Linked DNA regions of Mus musculus: all the other regions are linked to region 1. The links are chromatin contacts, called in public Hi-C, HiChIP or PLAC-seq, capture Hi-C and promoter capture Hi-C maps. All regions are on one chromosome and are shown on one strand. The core of a region is the stretch at or near the end of the contact, and the rest is flanking DNA. Distances in the headings are between cores, read along the strand shown.

Region 1 (2,832 bases), core at 229-2,728:
GATAGTCATTGAATGGTGCTGGAAGTTTTCAGTCATTGAATGGTGCTGGAAGTTTTCATGCAGGCAGGGGATTTTTAAAGCAATAAACCGGGGTTGAACACAAGTGTCATCAAGTACCATTACCTACCCAAAGCTTGCTCTTTATTTCGTCTGTGTGTTTCCCTCCTACGATGCAGCTCACACGGTGGTGGCAGTGTGCTAAGTTTCATCTCTGTCTTAAAGATAGTCAAGTGTTCTTTTGGGCCACATTTTCAAACTTACAGAAAGTAAAGAAGACCCCAAAGCAGCTAGCGCGGGCTGAATGCCGGTTGATACTTTGAGAAGGTGGTGGCACTTCGGAGAATGACTTGTGTGGCTGGAGATGGCAAGAAGCAAGACAGCTATGCTGGATGGGGAGGGACTTACCTCCAGGAGTCTCACTTTTAAAACCATTCCTTTGGGGTTGAAGAGATGGCTATTCTTCCGAAGGAAGACCCAGAACCCACATGGTAGCTCACAACGAGCACAACTCAGGGGATCCAGCATTCTCTGGCCTCTGTGTGTATGTCTGATTGCTCATAGTGCACAGGCATACATGCCGACAAGCATACACATGAAATATATCTTAAAGAGTTTTTGCTGAACTAGAGCTAAAAAATAGTGTTGATTCTTTGGATTTTGCAGTAGTCAGGAGAACATCAAGGAGTCAGTTTTCTTTTCTTTGATACCAAGTGTTCTCTAAACTTAGTGGGCAGGGAAAGGAAGTGAGGATGTAGTCACCCGTCTTTTATAGCACTCAACCATCTAGCATGCACCCACTGTATACTCTGTACCCTTCCTGTCATATTTCAGACGACAATAAGAACTCAAAAGAGGCTCAGTAATTTGAGCTTAGACAGGCTAGCCTGATCCACATCAGGAATATACTTAACAGGAATGAAAAATGGGATATGTCTTGTCTTCCTGTCCTTTGCCTCCAGCTCAAGCCGAACAACAGAGAACATCCTGGGACTTTAAAATGCTGCTCTTGGGGTCTACCCCCCGAGTCTGGAGCATCAACCATTCTAAGCTGTCTGTGAATATCAGTGAGTTTTACTAAATAAATGGTTAATTGTTACTGCCTCCAAAATGTTGGCTTTGTTTTCGAATAATGTGTCCCTACTTGTATATTTTGTTGACGTTAGATCTCAAATTCAGAAGAGATAGTTAATATCAATGGGGGAGGGAAACGAGAACTAATAAACAGTATCTTCTTTAGTAACAAAAAGGTCAAGAGGACAGCCTCAACCTGTCTGCTGTCTGTGGAGGCGGAGCGAGGCCTGAGCAGGTCACGCCTCTCAGCACGCCCCTGCCTTGCGCCACGCCCCCTGCTGCTCTCCAGAGCGAATCTATGCTGCCCCCTGGTGGCCGCGGCTGCGCAGTGCGTCCCCTTGAGCCGCGGCTGCGGCTGCGCAGTGCCGCCCTCTGGCGGCTCGGCTCCTTCCTCCCGCCCATCGGCTTCTGCTTGCGGGCCTTTCAAACATGGAGGAGCGCGAGTGGGGGGCGAGGTCGGCTCGCGCCGGCAGCCCAGCCAGCCCGCCCAGCCCGCGGCTGGACGTCAGCTCCTACAGCTTCGACCCGCTGCTGGCCTTGTACGCACCTCGCCTGCCGCCCATTCCCTACCCCAACGCGCCCTGCTTCAACAACGTGGCGGAGTACGAGAGCTTCCTGAAGGGCGGGCGCACCGGGCGCGGTCGGGCTCGGGGCACGGGGGAGCCGGCCTCGGCGGGAACCTCCACCGGAACCTCCACGGGAGCCGGGAGCTCGTCCAGGGCCCGTCGCCGCGCCGCGCCCACCCCGGATCCCGAGCGCATCCAGCGCCTGCGCCGGCTCATGGTGGTCAAGGAGGACACGGACGGCACGGCCGGAGCGCGACGCCAGGGCCCGGGGCGCAGCAAGAAGGCACCCCGCAATGTGCTTACGCGGATGCCTTGTGAGTGCTGTGGGGCGGCCGGAGGTCTAGGCAGGGCTTGCAAAGGGCGTCTGCGGGAGTCTCGAGGGCCGTGGGGGCGCGGGCACGGTCACCTGTGAGTCACAGAGACTGTGCACGAGTTGAGGAACAGGGAGAGTGACGACCCACGGCGGTGGGGATGAGGTGGGGGTGGGGGAGATCTGCACAGGCTATCATGTCCGGAGGAATGTCCCCCAGGTAGTGAGGAGCTGCAGAGGGGCTGCGGTAGTGATGAGGCTTACGGAGCGATTGTAGGGCTTGTAGACAGTTTGGGGGGATGGGGCGAACATCAGAGGTCTGCAGAAATGATGAGAGGTCTTGGGGACCACTGCAGGGAGTTGAGGAGGTGTACAGAAGTTGTGTTGGAGCACAGCCAGTCTGAAGGTGTGTGGGATTTGAGGGTCAGGTGGAGAGTGAGGAGATGGATATGTTCACATAATAGCACAAGAGACGTCTCCTATCCCAGCATGGGAACTGACAGCCCCGCCTGGGGTGCCGTTTCCGCCTGGGCTGCAGGGACTTGATCGGCTTGTGTTCACATTAAATCACTAGTGTTGGAGTGCCGCAGACACAGAATGCTACCAAAACACAGGTGCGGTTTTACAGCTACTGGCTGGCTGGGGCAGGACTATCTGTCAGGCTCAGGTTACCCTGTGTGCAGGTTGTTTTAAAATTCTAAAGGTAGAAATGGCACAAGAGAATTTCTTGCAGCTTCCTAATAGATCCGCAGGATGAATGAAGCCTTAAACAGCAAAGGTTCTAATGTGCTATTTAGATCTTGTTTAAATGGAATAAAAACAGCCTAGGGCTATATCAAATAGTTATGACATCTGCCCTGTGAACATAATGACCTACTTAGCCAG
Region 2 (2,832 bases), core at 247-2,746, 1.6 Mb after region 1:
CTCAATCTGACTATTAGAAAAACTGACCCCCCCAACATCTCTTGCTAGGAGAAGGAAAATACCATGAGCCTGGAGTCAGTCAGAGCGGACACTTGTGTTCTGGAAAGAGTTTCCACATAGTGTTGACAGCTTGTCAGATGTGCATCTTGGAACAATGATAGTTCAAAGTGAGGAGGACCCTGTTTTGACCAGTACTGCTTAGATGTATGTATTCTTAGTTCTCTATTTAAACTCGAGTCTCTCTTCAGGGCCCTTAAAGAGGTATTAAAGAGGGGCACATGACTTCTTTATCTCTCTTCCTGATGTCTAAGTTACTTTTCTCCTGCTGTAATTAAACACCACGACCAAGGGCAATTTAAGGAAGAGAGGGTTGGGGCAATTTAAGGAAGAGAGGGTTGCTTGCAACTTCTTGGTTTACCATTTCAGAGGGACAAGAGTTCCTGATGGTGGAGAGGCATAGCAACAAGGCCCAGAGGCAGAGAGAGCTGGACACTCACATCTTCACAATGCAAGTAGGTAGAGAGTGTGAATTGAAAATGGAGTGGGGGATAAACACTATAAAATCTATGCCGAGGGATGTGCTTCCTCCAGCAAGGCTCTACCTCTTAAAGGTTCCACAGCCTCCCCAAGCAGTGTTGCTACCTGGAGACCAAGTTTTCAAATATCTGAGCCTGTGTGTGTGTGTGTGTGTGTGTGTGTGTGTGTGTGTGTGTGTGTGTGTATTCTCATTCAAACCACCACAAGCCATATTGAACAAATCTTCCTTTCCTGCTCTCTGTTATTAACTTGGGAGTTTCGAATTGGCTTTTTTTGAGGACTGGTGGTGAAACTTGGGTTCCTGGGGGTATAGACTGTGACTCCAAGTTTTGCAACATTATGATTCTGTTTATTTTCTCACAGGGTAGAATTTTAGATGCTGCCCAGTTGAGTTGTTACCAGATTGAGATGATCCATGCAGAGGGGTCACCCATATTAAGTGGTTTTATTGTGTTGTGGACACACAAAGAATATTATTCACTATAGCTATGGAAACTGAGAAGGGTCTAATGGGCCCAGTGAGATGTGGGTAGGCATGGATAGCTTCCTGGGATGGTGGTGCCTGAGTTGTGTTTCATCTGTGAGGGAGTCAGGCTGAAGAAGAGAGGGCATTGCAATGTAAAGAGGTAGCATGGAGCTGTGATATAACATGGGGAGCTCTGAGCTGTGAAGGCTCTGGTGGCTGTGGAAGCCAAAGTCAGAGGACAAAAGCAACAAGCTGATGCAGAGAGGAAGGCAGTGTTTGGAGCTCACACTGAGAACTGGATAGCTCTGGGGAAACTGTATTTACCACTCCCCTTTCCTAGAGTTGGTTTCCAAGGCAAGTGAGATCATTTCCACAGATAAGAACTTAGCTGGGTGGAACAATGCTTGTTTTTTTGGCCTCTGCAAACCTCCACCTGTTCACCAAGGGCCCCAGGCTCCAACTGTGGCTATATTCCTTTGGGAACATGCCATTAATCAACTAATGACTTCAGCTTTGGCAGAGAAGGCAAGGCTAGCAACTTGAGGCAGACTTGTAAGTAGAGGAAGGGAAAACTATTGGAAGTTCTTACAGGGAAGTGAAGACAAGTTGGCTACAGTTCCAATACAGCTTTATCACTTCAGAGGATGAGGGAAAACTTGTTTATCAGACTTCCCTAAGAGTGAAGTTGCTGAGGCATCTGGAGAAGTACATCTTGGGGTAGGGGAAGAGGACAGAGAGGGGAATAGAGAGTCTGGGGATGCAGAGTGATATGTTTGAAAGCATAACCCCAGGGACAATGAAGTGGCAAGTTGCCCCTCAGCAGAGAGCCTGAATAGAGAGAACATTTGACACAGTCCAGGCTCATCTCCATTCATAAGTTCCTGGAAATATTAGATGCCATTTCCAGGATATAGGTCATAACATCCACTCAGTTGCTATTACCAGGCTGTTTAATGATCAGATGTGCATAAATAGGGTGCCTTGGAGCTTTGTAAAGAATGCCAAGAATAACATAGAACCCTGCCTACCTTCTGAGGCCTTCTAAAAGATCACAGACCATGCAGGCTCTCCCACATCACTTATTCCCACATACACTGACACACACTGCTTCCTTTACTTCATAGGTAATTGTCCCCTTGGCCTGTGTGCCTCAATTAAACTTTTAGGTCATCTTCTCAAAAAAGGCTTTCTTTGATGTCATCCTCCAGTGTAACTAGTGAGGTACATCAGTTCTGAAATGTAATTTCTCAGCTCCAAGTTTGGACCTCACACATATTGACTGACATTGGCAATTGGCTAACCTTTTTGTGCCATAGATTCTACATCAATCTGTAAGACAGAGGTAGTAACAGTATCCCTCTCAGAAAGTTGTTGTAGAGAAAAGAAGAACATGTTACTGAAGTTGTTGGGGTCAGAGCCTGGGCTTTAGTAGACCTAATGATATAAGCTTTGCCAGCAGCCCTCAGTATATCAATCAAAGAGACGTATGATAATGAAGAGCTTGTAAAGGAGGTTTGTCAGGAGCTATCATAGGAGAAGCTAAAAACTATTAAAAACTATTATCCTGAGATGGGTCTGTCTTGGATTAAAATCTATAACAGATTTGCTCCAGTAGGTAAGGCCTTGAAGAAATCCATTTTGGGAAAGATTTCTGCTATTAATATGCCTTTCATGTTATTACTAAACATACATAACAAGCACTAGGTATTAGCCAACCCTTTTGAGCAGATCTCTGCAGAGCTACAAAGATGTACTATGTTGTAGTGATGCTATATAGACAAATAGATAATAATTCTATAGAATTCCTGATTTGATTAAAATAATTTTAG
Region 3 (2,832 bases), core at 163-2,662, 1.5 Mb after region 1:
AATTTAGCCATACATGCTGGTGCATGCCTTTGATTCTAGCACTTGGGCAGGTGGATCTTTGTGAGTTCCAGGCAAGCCTGAGCTATACATAGAGAAACCATGTTTTCCCCCTCCCTCCAATTACATTAATTTTTCTGTGGGTCTGTTTGTACCAAGGCACAGGAAGTCTGAGAACAACTGTCAAGAGGTGGCCACGCCTCTTATGGGTCTCTAAGATTGAATTTGAAGTTTTAAAAAGTATCAGATATACTTATCTAGGGGCTGATGATGTAAACATTCTTCAAGTTACTTTTTAGGTCTTTCTTTTCTTTTTTCTTTTGCATAACAAGTAACACTGGGAATTTCTTGAATGGATGAGAAGGGTTAGGTCCCGTTGAGGCTTTCTTCTGTCTGAGTCAGAGTTTCAGTCTGTATCCCAGGGCTGGAACTAGAATTCCCTATGCCCAGGCTGGCTTCAAATTTATGCACTATCCTACTGCCTCAGCTGGGATTACAGGCAAGAGCCGCCTCCAGGGGTTCAAATGGAGACTGCTTTGATAGCTAAGAAAAACTCCACTTTATGTGAGGCACCCATTCTAAATTCCGAAAAGATAAGTTCCTAGCAACTCTGACTCCTTGCCCCTTCCCCATGAATTGGAAAACTGCTATGAAATGATTAACTGCTGGCTCTGATTTCTGCGAACTCCGCTCATCATTACGCACAGGGGGTGGGGGGTGGGGGTGAGGCAGTTCCTCACATAGCTGTCAATCCCACAGAAATGAAGTAATTGTAACTGCCCTTAAAAGCCCCTTTCCTGTTTTAGCTCACAGGAACTAAAGAGAGCGGCTGCTTAAGAAGAAAAACTCGGATAACTATAATTTAAACGGAGTCTCCGGTCTCTCCGAGTGACTTCGAACGCTGCAGCATTTATTTCTATGAAAGCATGGCATTCTTCTGTAAAGAGAACTAGCTTTCCTTGCATTTAAGGAGGCAAAGCAAGCACGAGTGGGTGGAGCCGACCGACACACAGATCTGGAACACCGTTGTCACACGGATATTTGTTCCATGAGTGTTTGGATCACTTTGGCCGGCTTTCCCCTGGAGTGGGCAAATTATATTCCTGGCTCCTTGCGTCTCTAGAAAAGTCTCCTCTTCAGTCCTCAAAGGTCGGCTTCATTCGGAACGCGACACTGCCACAGGAGTCACAGGGCTCCGCAAAGCTCAGCTCTGGTGGAAAAAAAAAAAAAGTCGCCACCGGGCCGGAGCATGCGCAGAACAGCCGGCGGCGGCCACCAAGAACCGGGAGGGGTCTCTTTCACAGAGGTCAAAGTCTGGAAAACACTCGGCCGGCCTGGGCTCCGCAGGCGTCACATCGGAGGAGAAACCAAACAAGCGGCAGCCGCATTTCCCCCTCCCCTACAACACATTTCCGGTCTCAACCACACTTTCCGGTCCGCCCGCCGGTTCCGGTCCCGCCCCTCGCTTCCGGTCTCCTTAGGTTCCGCTGCGGCCGGCTTTTTCGTCCGCTGTAGCTGGTTCCGCCGCGCTCCAGGTGAGAGGACGCGGGGTTCTCCGGCGCGCCTGCCTGTGAAGGCGACGCTGCGGCCGGGGGATGCCACTGAACTGCATGCGCCCCGTGGTTTGTCTCGCTGCGGTCCGGGTGGGCTGGGACTGCAGCTGTCCCGCCTGGCCCCCAGAGGCCCCTGTCCCGGCGCACTGCGGGTCGTGGCCGCAGCCTTCGCATCCGGCCTTCTCACCTGACCCCAAGGCTTCCCACGTCCCAGAATGTTCTGCGTCCGCGGGCCTCGTCCCCCGCTCCTGCAGGGTCTGTCTTGTCCTCCCCTCACGCGGGTTGTCGAAGGCGTCCGAGGCAGCTTGTTTCTGAGACTCTGCCTGTCTTGGGATACTCCCGGGGCAGTCCGGGCTGCACCCCGCGCGGCTCCTGCGGGCCGGCGCCAGGGCCCGCGGCCCAGCACCGCACGCTCACTCTTGCCGGGCTGGATGAAAAGTTCACACTGTCACTTTTGAAATTGCCGCCGTTGGCTGCTTTTCGTGATGCGGTGTTGGGCGAGAGTCGCTGTGACTTATTTTGCAGGTTTCTAATCTGTACAGTGAGGTCGCTTGTTAGTCCAGGATTGTGAAGATTAAGATAGCGATAGTTAACGTGCTCAGCCCTCACTGCTACCGTTCTCCTAGCTCCTCGCGGCTTATCAAATGCTGTCAGGTGTTAGCGCTTATCAAAACACATACATGTGAACTGACTCATCTCTGGGTTTGGAAGGCTGAGGGCTAGAGAGGTAAGAGACTAGGCAAACCCAACACAGGATGTTAGGCAGAACTCCAGTATAAACATACGTTGATTACATATCCCATAAAAATGTCCTCTTTGAGTTGGATCGCCATCACCACCCACTCCCACCCCCCAATTTGGGGGACAAATGTGATAAACCATTAGCATTGTATGAGAAAGTATAAAAATGCCCATGCTTTTTTTGTCCTGCATGATTCTCAGTAGTGATGAAATGAGATTCAAAAATTAAAAAAAGTTTTAAGAACTTAAGCTGGAAAGGTTTGTATAACCTTTTTTTTTTTTCTATGCCCAGAGTCTTGGGGCATTTGACAACTTGTCTTTACCATTTGTAGCACAAGTTCTTTATGAAGTAGTGCCTGTTGTTAAGTGCATGGGGCCCATGCCATTGGCAGGTTTTTCTAAAGCCGGTAACAGAAGAGCCTAGAGGAGTAGCATGCTCAGCCTCTACCACCTCAGAGGTGGTAGAAAAAGACTGGTTAAAGTGGACATTGTTAGGTCTCTTTCCTTATTCTGATGATACTTCCAAGAAGTCTTCATCAAA
Region 4 (2,832 bases), core at 208-2,707, 1.4 Mb after region 1:
GTGTGTGAGTGTGTGTGTGTGAGTGTGAGTGTGTGTGTGTGTGTGTGTGTGTGTGTGTGTGTGTTTGAGGTTCCAGCATTCACATGCGTGTACACCAAGTAAGTCATTGAAAGATGTCGGATGCCCTGATCTACCATGCTTTATCACCTTCTTCTGAGGCAGGCATTGCCACAGAGCCTGGAGCTGGCCACTTTTCAGGTAGGCTGGTTCCCGGTGCTGCTCCAGACCTGAGAGTCCACAGTCAGCTTTTTCCTTGGGTGTTTGTTGGGCATCTGAACTCGGCTCCTCATATCTGCACAGCAAGCACTGTTAACCAATGATCACCTCCACGCCCCCAATTTCAATCTTTTACAAAGGCAGCCTGGGATCAAGTAGTCTTAAGTTTGTTTGTTTTTTTTAAGGTGGTTATTAGCAATAATATGAAAATATCCTATTCTTTACCAGGGGGTTAAATGACAGATTTTTAAAATTGAAAAATTTTTGATAATTTCATACATGTATTCTTATTTACCACATTTCACCACTTCCTCTTGCCTCTCCAACTCCTTCCATGCCATCTTCACTCCCTCTCAAGTTCATACCCCCTGCCCCGGTTGTTACTGCTCCTTGACTATACATAAACACACATATACCCCACGGAGCCCATTTAGTCTTGCTTGTATGCATATGTGTTAAGGGCTGAACACTTGGGCTTGGATAACTTATTAAAGGGCTTGACCCATAGAGAAAGCTAAACTCCCCCCCCCCCTCAGAAGCCATTGTTTGCCCATAGTTGACACGGCAGATTTTTAAGAGCAATCTGAGCATTCAGAAGCAATTGAGCTGAGAATAAAAGAAAAGGAGTGAGCTGGTTGTTAGAAAATGCAGGGGAAGTCCAAGTGCAAGAAGATCCGACTAAAGTAGCCCTAAGGTCAACACATGAGGCAATGGCACAGCCTTAATAAGAGGTGGTTTGTCTTCACCCGAGTCCGAGTCAGCAGTTACAAGAAGTTAAAGGGAAGGAAAAGAACAAACACAAGAGGTTAAAACTTCTAGGGAATTTTAAGATTAGGCTGCTGTTCTTGGCTTACAGATCTGCAAGCAGGATCTCACTTGGCAGAGAGGGAAGATTGCCCAGAAGACTAATCAAATGGGAGTTTTATTGAAGTGAAATTCAGAAAGCATGAGCCAATCATTTTCTTTTAAAAAAGTATTTGAACCAGTGCCTTTAAGTATGTTCACAGTGTTAGACAACCATTGCTACTCTGATGTCAGACCCTTGCTGTCAACTTGAAAGAATCGTATGCTCAGAGGGCCCAGGTTAGTGACAGCCCTGTAACTTTTCCCTCTAAACTCTTTCAGACTAATAAAGGCATCACGCTTTCTAAGCCAAGAAAGGACAGCCTGGTTTCCTGTTAGCCCAGTTCTGCTCTCTCAGGGGGGAGGGCCCTCTCCCCAGGGCCTTTCTTCTTTGTTTCTCAAGCACTGGAGGGCTTTGGAGGCATGCCTGTGAGCAATGAGACATAACTGAACTGGGACCTCACAGGTGTTGGTGTCTTTCAGAGAGCCTGCTGGGACTTCCTGGTGCAGTCTTTGAAACTGAAAGAGGAGTTGGTTCCAGCTTTTCCGTGAATAATGCTGACTTCTAGAAGGAACTGGGAGTGGACTCCAGTCAAGGCAATTCTCTCAAGCAGTACATGTAGATTACTGAGAGCCCAGGTGCCAATCTGGTCTTGGGAAAAGCTCTGGAGTTTGGGGACCAGGAAGGTGGCACTAAGGAACAAGCCTTTGGCTGAGGCTCTGCGCAGAGGCCCAGGACAGGCTTTGGGAAAGGAGCAGCCTTCCTAACTCAACTCTGGGAGACTGGCTTTCCTGAGACTACACCATCACTATCACCACCTCCACCACCTCCACCACCACCACCCACCACCACCACCACCACCACCACCACCCACCACCACCACCACCACCACCACCACCACCACCACCACCACCACCACCCACCACCACCACCACCACCACCACCACCACCACCACCACCCACCACCACCACCACCACCACCACCACCACCAACCACCACCACCACCACCACCACCACCACCACCACCCACCACCACCACCACCACCACCAACCACCACCACCACCCACCACCACCACCACCACCACCCACCACCACCACCACCACCACCACCACCAACCACCACCACCACCCACCACCACCACCAACAACAACAACCACCACCACCCACCACCACCACCAACAACCACCACCACCACCACCACCACTAGCACCACCACCACCACTAGCACCACCACCACCAACAACAACTACCACCACCACCACCCCTTGACCAGCACCACCACAACCACCACCAGCATCAGCATCACCACCAACAGCAACACTAGCACCACCAACAGCAGCAGCACCATACCACCATTTTCAGAAATTGTAGAGTGGCCATCGACGGGGTTTATTTGCAGCTGGAGACATGGGAAGAAGGGTAACTTCTTCCCTAATGTATACATCACTATATACAAGTGGTTCTATCTTTTGAAGTGTAAACACTATTCTTTTGGTCTTGGGAGTGTTGGTTGAGCCTTAAAAACGTCAGGTTTTGCCAGATTCTTAAGCAGACTTTTAACATTGGCTGCTGGGGAAGAAAAACAACAACAAAAACTCCACGCACTGTAAATTGATGCCCCATTCTTGTCTCACCCAATGAGGAGTACTTGTCTCTAGGCACCTGTCTACCTTAAACACAACTGGGCTCACACAGGATGTTGTGGTAGGAACCTACTTTCTGTGCATATTATCAGAAAAGAACCCATAGTAAAAACTGCCCATTTGCTC
Region 5 (2,832 bases), core at 174-2,673, 1.4 Mb after region 1:
CAATAGAACAAGTGTCAGAAAGAACGCAGAACAAAACTTAAAATGTGAAACCACTGGAGACAGAGCTGATGAATCAGAAAGCCAAACAAAAGCACAACTCCCTTCAAAGACTGAGAAACTACAGAGAGGGAGAGAGCTGGCAAGGAGGAGGATGCACGAGTAGGGCGGCTGGATTTCCACAAGGAAGAGCACCCAGCCGGGGAGGAAGGGTCACCAGGAACTTAGAGAGGCTGGGGCAGATGGAGCATGCGGGAGAGGCTGCAGGAGGAGGCTCGTTTTCATCATAATTAGCCCATTTTTGATGATAAGAATGGGAACATTTCCTTTATTAAAATAAAATCAGAAAGTGAAAGCAGAAAAGCAAAGGCTGGGAGGAAGTGCTCGGGCAGCAGAAGCTGTGGTGTGATGCCTCCCTCGGTTTCCCTGGTCAGCAGGATGGAAACTTCCCTCCAATCCCCACCCCTCGCCCAGCTCTGAAGTCCCCGCGTCCAGGCCCCGGCAGGCAGGACTTGCTCTGGCCACATGTCCACATCTCCTCTGAGGGACCATGCCTCAGAAGGCATTTTCCTCTAGGACTAGTGATCCTTGCTGCTGCAAGGGACTCAGTGAAATCCCCTACAGCTCCCTCCGCGAGGCCCCTACCCCAATGGTCACACTGAGTAAATCAGAAGCACTCTAGACTCTGTACTCTGAATTCATGACTCCACAATTAGAAAAAACTCTGGGAGGGTTGAACTTCCAGGAACTCATGGAACATTTAAATGGCTCTGGTTTTTCTTTAAAAGACTGCTTTTGTGTTTGTTAGTTCTCTTTTTGTAGTGCTGGGAATGGAACGCAGAGCCTCATCCTGCTGAGCTGATGGTCCCACTACAGAGCGGCATCTCCAACCCAGAAGCTCATTATTACTGAAACAGCAGAGAGAATTTACTTTAAAAATCAATATGAGCCAGGCATGGTGGCGCACGCCTTTAATCCCAGCACTCGGGAGGCAGAGGCAGGTGGATTTCTGAGTTCAAGGCCAGCCTGGTCTATAAAGTGAGTTCCAGGACAGCCAGGGCTATACAGAGAAACCCTGTCTCGAAAAACAAAAAAAAAAACAAAAAAAAAAAACAAAAACAACAAAAAAAAAACATCAATGTGAGGGAAAAAAAAGCCACCCTTTAATATGGCACAGACATCATTTTCTTTCCTCATCAACTAGTTCTTAGTTAAGATACTGACAGTGAGAACATAACCAGGCCAGCCTGGACCAGAGCAGAGTCTGCCTCAAATGACCAAACAACTCAAACAGGGTACGAGGAAGAAGAAAAGGGTGGGGGAGAAAGAGAACTGGTGAGAAAATGAGACAGTAAAGAGCGGGTAAAGGAAGGAGGAAGAGGAGGAGAAGCAGCACAGCTGAAGGCCCCCCCTCCTCTGCAAAAACAGCCAGCCTACACCGGGCAGAGCAGGAAGAGCTCTGCTGCCTGCTCCTTCCGTCAATCTGCAGCACTGTGGGCAAGTGGGTCAATTCCTGTTTGGCTGAATGAATGACGTCTTTTTGGTGCCCTTTGAACTAGACAAGCCCAACTGGTTTTCTTCCCGGAGACAAATACGTGTGCCTCCAAGACTGCCCTCATCACTAGGGATCCCTCAAGTAGCACCTGAGAAGGCATCAGCACTGGCCAGCTCTGACCCCACCCCACCCCACCCCCGAGATTTGGAAATTCAAGACAAAGTGCTGTGCAGGTTTCAGCCACCTTTCCCAGGCTTCAGGGAGCCCAGCCTTGGCCTTTACAATTCAGAACACGCAGGGAAAACCCTGCAAGAATTTTCACTCCACGTGCAGAAGCTCAACAGTCCATTGCTGGTCCTGGACGTCACATCAGAAGAAAGAGAGGGGCTACAGACAGAATCTACATTTTTCCTCTAGGTGTCTCATTTCAAAAAGTAACAGAAAAAGGTAAAAACAATATATTTTACAAAATCAAGTATACCTTAAATCTTATCAGCACATATTAGAGATGTTTTACTTGCACTAAGTGTACCTGGAGTACCATGTGTGAGAGGGGCATTTCCAGTGCTTGGCAGCCACGTGTGGCTGAGTTCTGGATGACCAGCTTTAGCTGGCCAGCCTAGATCCGTCCCCAGACACACAACCCTCTTAGTGGTGCACCCCTGAGTCTTCTCTGTATAGAGATCTGGGCAGTCCTTTGACCTCTGTTTCCCTCTCTTTAATACTGTCTTCTAAGAGGCTTGGCTTCAGAGTCGGTTCCCTCGCTTCCTGTGTGGGGTCTCTGGCATGGTGGGTGGTTCACTTAGGACTGTATCTATTCAGCACTTTTATTTTTAACATTGTGCTTCAGCCATGTACATGTTTCTGACAACAAGACGCTCACTTCCAGCAGCAGTAAGTAAGCCTGAGACATAGCTAATCACTTTAGCCTTTCAAAGTAATGACTAGCTGTTTAAAAATTAATCTTCTCCGATATTTAAAAACCCCTTAAGAACCACAAGCCTCTATGAACTATTTTTGATATGATGATAAATACAAACAGTAAGAAGCATCTATGGGAACAAGCTGATGACCTGACCCACAGGACGGAAGAAGAACAGCAACTCCTGCAAGCTGCCCTCTGACGGACACACTCATCAAGGCATGAGCACATGACACACGTGTGCACACACTCAATAAGTACAGGAAGAAATGGGGGGAGGGAAAAGAGGGGGAGGAAGGAAAGGAGGGAGGAGGAAGGAAGGGAGGGAGGGAGGGAGGGAGGGAGGAAGAAAAGCAAGCAAGCACGCAAACAAGCTATCAAGCAAGCGTAGGGCGAGGAAGTAAAGGTGGCCAAGGGT
Region 6 (2,832 bases), core at 143-2,642, 1.3 Mb after region 1:
TAGTTACCCAATTCACTCTCACTACCAACCACTCCCAACCCTGTGCTCATGGGGATGGAAACAGTATAGGACAGTTGTCCCTAGCCCTTCCCCCCAAAAATGGAAAGATGGAACTACTCCCCATTCCCCTTCTGCACCCTTTATGTCTAATGGAGCCTGGGCCCACAAAGTTTTCCCCGAAGCCCAGGTGGTGGCCAGCAATGAAAAGGGCAAGGTACCATTTCTCACTTGGGACTAGGAGCCCCTGGACAGGGCACTGGGTGTGTCCAGGGAAGTTCCTCAAGTTGGTCTCCAAGAGCATGGCCTCCAAATCACTCAGTGTAGGATCTGGAGAGTGGGAGAGGGACTGGGGAAGGCCAAGGTGACAGTGGATGAGGGTGGCTTTTAGGAGATGTGAAAATTAAAGTTGGAAATCACTATTCTACAGGCAGACTGAGAAAAACTGAAGGCTAAGAAGTGGAGAGAGGAGAGAGTAAAGAACCAGATAGGAGAAATAAGAGGAGACTCCAAGAAGAAAAATGGAGAGAGAGAGAGAGAGAGAGAGAGAGAAACGGGGGAGAGAGCCAGGTGAGGAAAGAGAAGAGAAAAACGAAGAGTGAAACTGAGAAAGAAGGGGGGAAAAGAGTGGAGAAGGACAAGAAAAAATTAAAGAAGGTAGAAAAGGGAAAGGAAAGATAGGGGGAAAGGAAAGAATTAAAGAAGGTAGAAAATAGAAAGGAAGAAAGGGGGAGAGAAGAAAATTAAGTAGGAAAAAAGAAAAGAGGGAAGAAGAAAAAGGAAAGAACTGAAGCGAAATAAAGGGGAAAGGAAGCGAAGAGAAGGAGAGGAAAAGGGAAAAATATAACCACACAGAAAAGAAAACAAGCGGTCAGAAAAGCGCAGCTATCCAACACCGAGCTGCAGAGACGCCTCTTCTGGGTTAAAACAAAACGAAAACACTCGCAGATGGGGCTGCGGAAAGTGCCGGCAAAGCTTGGGCTCGGCTCCCTCCAGCAGCTCGCTGATCTCTGGCCACCCGGCGACGAGTGCTGCGCAGCCGAGGAGCGCGGAGCTCGGGCGGCGAGCGCAGCGCAGCGGCAGACGCACTCGCGTGGCCAGGCCCCGGGTAGCCGCGCCGCCGTCTCCGGGCTCTCCCGCTAGCCGGTGGCCTCTCCTCCACGGTCCCCCAGCGGTACCCACCTCTGCGCCGCTGTGTTGGCGTCCAGCACCCCGGCGCCCTGCATCCACGTCCGCACCGCGTTCATGCCGCTGCCCAGCGGCTCTTCCTTCATACTGCTTCCACTCCGTTGGATGCTTTCCTGGATCCCAAACATGAAAACAACCTTTTCTTGTGGAAAAATCTCCTCCCCTTTGAAAATATTTGAAAAAAAAAAAAAGGAAAAAAAAAAAAAAACGCCAACCACAGATTTTTTTTTTTTTTTTTGAGTCGATGAGACTCGCGCTACATCAAGGCGGGCTGAAAAGCAAAATTTTTAAAAATGTAAACCTTCGCTCAAAACTGAGCGATAACAAGGAGGGGGGCGAGGGGAAAAAAAAAGAAAGGGAAAATCCAACGAAAAGACCAAAATTAAGAAAAAACAGAGATATATGCCTGGCTGTTGGGGGTTGTTTGGTTGGTTGGTTTTGAGTTTGGGTGCTTTTTTTTTCCTTTTTTTTTTTTTTTTTTTTTTTTTTTTTTGCTTTTTTTTTTTTTTTTGCCTTTTTTTTTTTCTTTTTGTAGTAATCACAGGCCGTTGGAGAACAGGAGGGGCTGGAGTTTCCTTTTGTAGCGGTACCTTCACTTGAAGAAGCAGGAAGAAAAAAAACCACCCTGATGACAATTTAAGAAACAATAGATACGACTCTCGAAGCCGGCTTGGCTACTTGAAGTGTCATTTTCCACAACCAGGCAAGTTTTTTTCTCTCTCTTTTTTCCTCCTCCTCTCTCAACCAAAGATGTTTCTTTCCTTTCCGTGCGTGTAGATGAGGACGCTGGTTGCTGTAGACAGATACACCGGAGGGGGGGGGGGGAAGGGGAGAGAGAGGGAAAGAGGAAGGGGGGAGGGAAAGAGATAGAAAAAGAGAGGAGAGGGAGAAAGAGAGGGGTGGACCCTGCTGGATGGAGATTCTGTTTTCTCCTTGCTAAAATAGAAGTGATTTGCAGGCTCTCCCTGTGGAATCCAGTTTGACTCTCCCCAGAGCTAAACACAGGCACACTAACCCCAAAGGGAAGGAGGCGGGGCCCTCGCAGCCTAGACACGCCCCTTCTTTGCATAACGTCATCCTTCCGCCTTATCACAGCCAATCGCAGCTCCCGAGCTGGCTTGTTCACAGAGCCTGGCCACACTCCCTCATTAACATCCTTCTCCTTGTGGCGCAGGGGAGCCGCCAAAGTTCCCGGCAAAGTGGCGAGCAAGGGATCTCTGAGCTCTAGCGTCTAAACTGGAAGGAGCGTGGCCTTAGAGAGCGAGAGAGGGGGCAGAGGGAAGGAGATGGAGGTATCCTGAGTCGAAGGGGTATGCACCATGGCAGTTCTTAAGCATCCCTTCCGAGCCCTGAGCGCGACGGAGGCGTACTGACTGCGTTCTCTTTGGGCAGACGCCTAGTCCCTTGCTTGCCTGTCCTGGGACTTCGGGGGCAAACGTGGAGGAAAAAAGGACTGACCAGGCAGAAAAGGCAGGATGCCCATCCCAGGTGTCCAGCTCTTCACTCTGAAACAAGGGTGGCGGGATGAACTTTATGTGCGCGAGATCGAGACTTGAGGGCACTCGGAAGACATTATCTCCGTGTCAGGAGAGGTAGAGAAACCTAAAGCCCCAACCAATACGACTTTAGTAGACCGCAAGGGAATGG
Region 7 (2,832 bases), core at 170-2,669, 1.2 Mb after region 1:
CACAAACTCAAACCCAACTTCAGGTCTTCCCATGCCCTCCAATGCAGTATCCCACTCGCTTTCAGTGACACAGTTGCTTCTTCTTCATGTGCCTACTGTTCTGGGACATTATTCATCTTCTTGTGTACAAAGAGGAAATGGCTTATGCTTGGTTTAAAACCCTGGAAAACACTCCCCCCAGAGCAATGACCAGTTTGTATCTTTCGAGCAGCTGAGATCAAAGTGATTTAAAATGTTTATTTTTAAAGTAAACCATTTACACCAATCTATGGGAAAAAAATTTTTTTTCTTTAAGACTTGTATTCGTCTTCGTTAAATCTTTACAGGCAGACCGAAATCACCTGGAGTATCTAAGGTGGCCTTATCAGGATGGTGGGACCTGTTTGATCCGGCGCTATCTCCATGTCATCTCCATAGGAAGTGGAAATAAGGCTGGGCAGGAAAATGCAAAAGACCAGACCTTGCTAGCCAGATGCACCTTGAGCCTGGTCCTCAAAGGATAGACGCCACATGGCTCTACCTGGAAAAAAAGTAAACAAACAAACAAAAAAACAAACAAAACAAAACAAAAAACCCCACAAAAACAAAAACAAACAAACAAACAAAAAAACCAGAATGGTGAAAGACACCGTTTCAGGGAATCTTTTACGAAGGTAACCTTTGTGACTCTCCAGCTTCTTTCCCCAAAGAAGGAATTCCTAACTTAAAATCCAGCTCTTAACACATTATAGCACATGCCACACAACAGTAGATAGGAAATTCCACAAGGCCCTTGGGGGAGGGGGAGCCCACTCCTCTCCTTTTCCCATCTGAAGGGTGATTTGAATTACATGGGGAGGGGGTCGCTTTATCTTCGGGAGGAGGGGCTTTCCCAGCCCCCTGGCTTTATTTCACATCTCAGGCACACAACGCTTCTTTTATGAAAACCCAGCTTAAATATTAATGTGTGTTTTCTTAAGGAAGTGGAAGGCAAATCAACTTCCTGGTAACCAGGGTATCTGATTTCTAAAATGGTCTAACGCTGATTGTCACAGGTCTGCCAGATGTGAGGGCTAAACCTCTGAAAAAAAAAAAAAAACGGAAAGGCAGGCTTTCATGCCCACTGCTGTGCGGGTCCCCACTGCTGTGAGGGTCCCACGCCTCCTGGAGTTACATCCTCTGCTGCTGTGTTTTTGTTAGCTCGCTGCCGGAAGTCCTCAACAGCCCAACTTGTTTTCTGATCCTTTAAGGACACTCCTAGCCCTCTGTCAGCCCTGAAATTGAGAGTGTGTTTGTGTTGGTAAGTGTGGTGGACTAATTAAAATAACGAGAGTTATCTTGAGCAGGGCCACTTGAACATAACGGGAAAGGAGGTTACCCAAGAGTTTGCTACAAAGCCTATTTTGAGTCAACCTTTGTTCTGTACACTCCTGTTACCTCCTGCATCCAGAAACAATGTCTTTTGTTACCAACTCCCCACCACCACCTCCCTTCTGGAAGGCTGGGTTTGTTTACTGACATTTTCAATACCAAGCAATACAAAGGGTATTTCCTTATATTAACTCCAAATGTCACCCCCCCCCCAAAAAAAAAAAAAGAAAAAGAAAAAAGAAAGAAAGGAAGAGGAAAGAAAAGAAAGGGAAAGAAAAGAAAAAGAAAAAATTTGCCTGTAAAGAAGCCTGTCTCACCAGATAAGATACCAGTAGTTCAGAATACACACACACACACACACACACACACACACACACACACACACACACACACACACACACAAAATCTTGCTCTTTGATTTGGACTTCATGGGTCTACCAGAACCTATGTTTCACCTTTTTTGCTATGTCATTTCAAAGCCACTGGCACTTCATTGCTTGGTCCAGAAGAGGATGGGCCACTTTTAGCTGCTGCTTTTAAAATGCTTACAATGAGCCAGATATGGTAACACAAGCCTTTAATCCCAGCACTCAGGAGGCAGAAACATATGGAGCTCTGTGAGTTCAAGGCCAGCCTGGCCTACAATCTGAGGAACTCCAGCTCTCTGTACTCAGAGGCTAAATTATGACCTGTGCCCCTTCAGTTCATATATAGAAGTTCTAACTGCTAGAGCCCTAAGTGTGAATGTATTTACAATAGTGTGTTTAAAGAAGTAATTAAAATAAACCAAGGTCATTAGAAGAGCCCTTATCTAGAATGGCTGTTGTCCATAATATATGAATAGGTCAGCAGATACCAGCACGGCAGAAAGAGACAATGCAAAGACACAAGAAGAAGATGGTGTCAGTTAACCAAGAAGGAGGTCCTCCGAGGAAGGCAGCCATGCTGACACCTTGACTCTGGCCTCCCAGATCTGTGAGGAAGTACACTTCTGGGGTTTAGGTAGTCCACCCTGTGGCACTTCCTTGTGACAGAGCCAGCTAGCACTTGGGTACCCTCAACAACTGATAAGCTTAAAAATAAGTCAGGGCTGGAAAGATGGCTCAGCAGAGAGTGGATAGTGTTCTTGCAGAAGACCTGAGTTCCCTTCAATCCTCTGGAAGTCTAGATCCAGAGGGACCTGATGCCGCTGGCTGCCAAAGGTGCCCACGTATAGTCATACATACACGTAATTCAAAATAATAAAAAATAAATCTTTTTTTTTACTTTAAAACAGACCTCTACGCTACCAGAGAATAATACATAGATAATAAATCAATTTTCAAAGAGATTTTACCCTATAAATATTCATTAAACACTGAGGCAAATCTAGAGAGCAGGGATGTGAACCAAACTGGGCATAACTTCTGTCCTCACTAAGCTTCCAGGCTGAAGGAAGAAGACAGACACTAGATAGACATGTAAGGAGCACAACATGAATAC

What was found. Promoter capture Hi-C pulls out the DNA fragments that hold promoters and counts their contacts. A called contact is a pair of places that touch in the nucleus more often than the background predicts. HiChIP or PLAC-seq counts read pairs in DNA pulled down with a chosen protein or histone mark. Capture Hi-C pulls out chosen DNA fragments and counts their contacts.
Region 2: a contact with region 1 is called in a promoter capture Hi-C map of 3T3-L1-derived adipocytes, with 6 times the contacts expected there. The contact joins the enhancer-like site here to the promoter of Lsm11 in region 1. A contact is called at or near these places in 6 of 39 promoter capture datasets (the 3T3-L1 cell line, 3T3-L1-derived adipocytes, the C10 cell line and 2 more) and 1 of 115 datasets of contacts at active chromatin or transcription factors (large pre-B cells).
Region 3: a promoter capture Hi-C map of pre-B cells shows a contact between it and region 1, with 25 times the contacts expected there. The contact joins the promoter of Ublcp1 here to the promoter of Lsm11 in region 1. A contact is called at or near these places in 12 of 39 promoter capture datasets (the 3T3-L1 cell line, 3T3-L1-derived adipocytes, the C10 cell line and 8 more), 5 of 484 Hi-C or Micro-C datasets (B cells, CD4 T cells, Sertoli cells and 2 more), 4 of 115 datasets of contacts at active chromatin or transcription factors (the 230-238 cell line, cardiomyocytes, large pre-B cells and 1 more) and 3 of 9 other capture datasets (adipose tissue, liver and macrophages).
Region 4: a contact with region 1 is called in a promoter capture Hi-C map of pre-B cells, with 10 times the contacts expected there. The contact joins the enhancer-like site here to the promoter of Lsm11 in region 1. A contact is called at or near these places in 4 of 39 promoter capture datasets (the C10 cell line, embryonic stem cells, liver and 1 more) and 3 of 115 datasets of contacts at active chromatin or transcription factors (embryonic forebrain, large pre-B cells and microglia).
Region 5: a Hi-C map of CD8 T cells shows a contact between it and region 1, with 6 times the contacts expected there. The contact joins the enhancer-like site here to the promoter of Lsm11 in region 1. A contact is called at or near these places in 8 of 39 promoter capture datasets (3T3-L1-derived adipocytes, cranial neural crest, hippocampal neurons and 5 more), 1 of 484 Hi-C or Micro-C datasets (CD8 T cells), 8 of 115 datasets of contacts at active chromatin or transcription factors (acute myeloid leukemia, bone marrow-derived macrophages, embryonic forebrain and 5 more) and 1 of 9 other capture datasets (macrophages).
Region 6: a contact with region 1 is called in a capture Hi-C map of embryonic stem cells, with 8 times the contacts expected there. The contact joins the promoter of Ebf1 here to the promoter of Lsm11 in region 1. A contact is called at or near these places in 6 of 39 promoter capture datasets (the 3T3-L1 cell line, the C10 cell line, embryonic stem cells and 2 more), 1 of 15 datasets of contacts at CTCF or cohesin (stem cell-derived epiblast-like cells), 2 of 484 Hi-C or Micro-C datasets (embryonic stem cells and pre-B cells), 8 of 115 datasets of contacts at active chromatin or transcription factors (the 230-238 cell line, embryonic forebrain, embryonic midbrain and 4 more) and 2 of 9 other capture datasets (adipose tissue and embryonic stem cells).
Region 7: an H3K27ac HiChIP or PLAC-seq map of embryonic stem cells shows a contact between it and region 1, with 7 times the contacts expected there. The contact joins the enhancer-like site here to the promoter of Lsm11 in region 1. A contact is called at or near these places in 7 of 39 promoter capture datasets (the 3T3-L1 cell line, the C10 cell line, hippocampal neurons and 3 more) and 1 of 115 datasets of contacts at active chromatin or transcription factors (embryonic stem cells).

What each region holds. Positions count from the first base shown.
Region 1 is chr11:45,943,581-45,946,412 of GRCm38.p6, reverse strand. It overlaps Lsm11 (U7 snRNP-specific Sm-like protein LSM11), which reads left to right and starts at 1,478. Exons shown (of 4, transcript NM_028185.2): 1 at 1,478-1,951. The coding sequence starts at 1,501. It overlaps Thg1l (tRNA-histidine guanylyltransferase 1-like (S. cerevisiae)), which reads left to right. Exons shown (of 6, transcript NM_001080969.3): 6 at 1-1,108.
Region 2 is chr11:44,363,320-44,366,151 of GRCm38.p6, reverse strand. No RefSeq gene overlaps it. Among named protein-coding and RNA genes, the nearest start is that of Il12b, 35 kb to the left of the region's middle. Within about 2 kb of position 1,496, at least 7 of the 459 cell types and tissues checked have an H3K27ac peak or open chromatin away from gene starts, as enhancers often do. A contact at or near this core is called in 3T3-L1-derived adipocytes, where this site is marked.
Region 3 is chr11:44,469,128-44,471,959 of GRCm38.p6, reverse strand. Ublcp1 (ubiquitin-like domain containing CTD phosphatase 1) reads left to right here and starts at 1,412. Exons shown (of 11, transcript NM_024475.5): 1 at 1,412-1,532.
Region 4 is chr11:44,495,031-44,497,862 of GRCm38.p6, reverse strand. No RefSeq gene overlaps it. Among named protein-coding and RNA genes, the nearest start is that of Rnf145, 23 kb to the left of the region's middle. Within about 2 kb of position 1,457, at least 110 of the 459 cell types and tissues checked have an H3K27ac peak or open chromatin away from gene starts, as enhancers often do. A contact at or near this core is called in microglia and pre-B cells, where this site is marked.
Region 5 is chr11:44,544,037-44,546,868 of GRCm38.p6, reverse strand. All of the region lies in intron 4 of Rnf145 (ring finger protein 145), which reads right to left. Among named protein-coding and RNA genes, the nearest start is that of Gm51891, 14 kb to the right of the region's middle. Within about 2 kb of position 1,423, at least 125 of the 459 cell types and tissues checked have an H3K27ac peak or open chromatin away from gene starts, as enhancers often do. A contact at or near this core is called in CD8 T cells, bone marrow-derived macrophages, liver and 1 more, where this site is marked.
Region 6 is chr11:44,616,660-44,619,491 of GRCm38.p6, reverse strand. It overlaps Ebf1 (early B cell factor 1), which reads right to left and starts at 1,392. Exons shown (of 16, transcript NM_007897.3): 1 at 1,180-1,392. The coding sequence starts at 1,313.
Region 7 is chr11:44,706,073-44,708,904 of GRCm38.p6, reverse strand. The region is part of intron 6 of Ebf1 (early B cell factor 1); the gene reads right to left. Among named protein-coding and RNA genes, the nearest start is that of Ebf1, 89 kb to the right of the region's middle. Within about 2 kb of position 1,419, at least 54 of the 459 cell types and tissues checked have an H3K27ac peak or open chromatin away from gene starts, as enhancers often do. A contact at or near this core is called in embryonic stem cells and stem cell-derived epiblast-like cells, where this site is marked.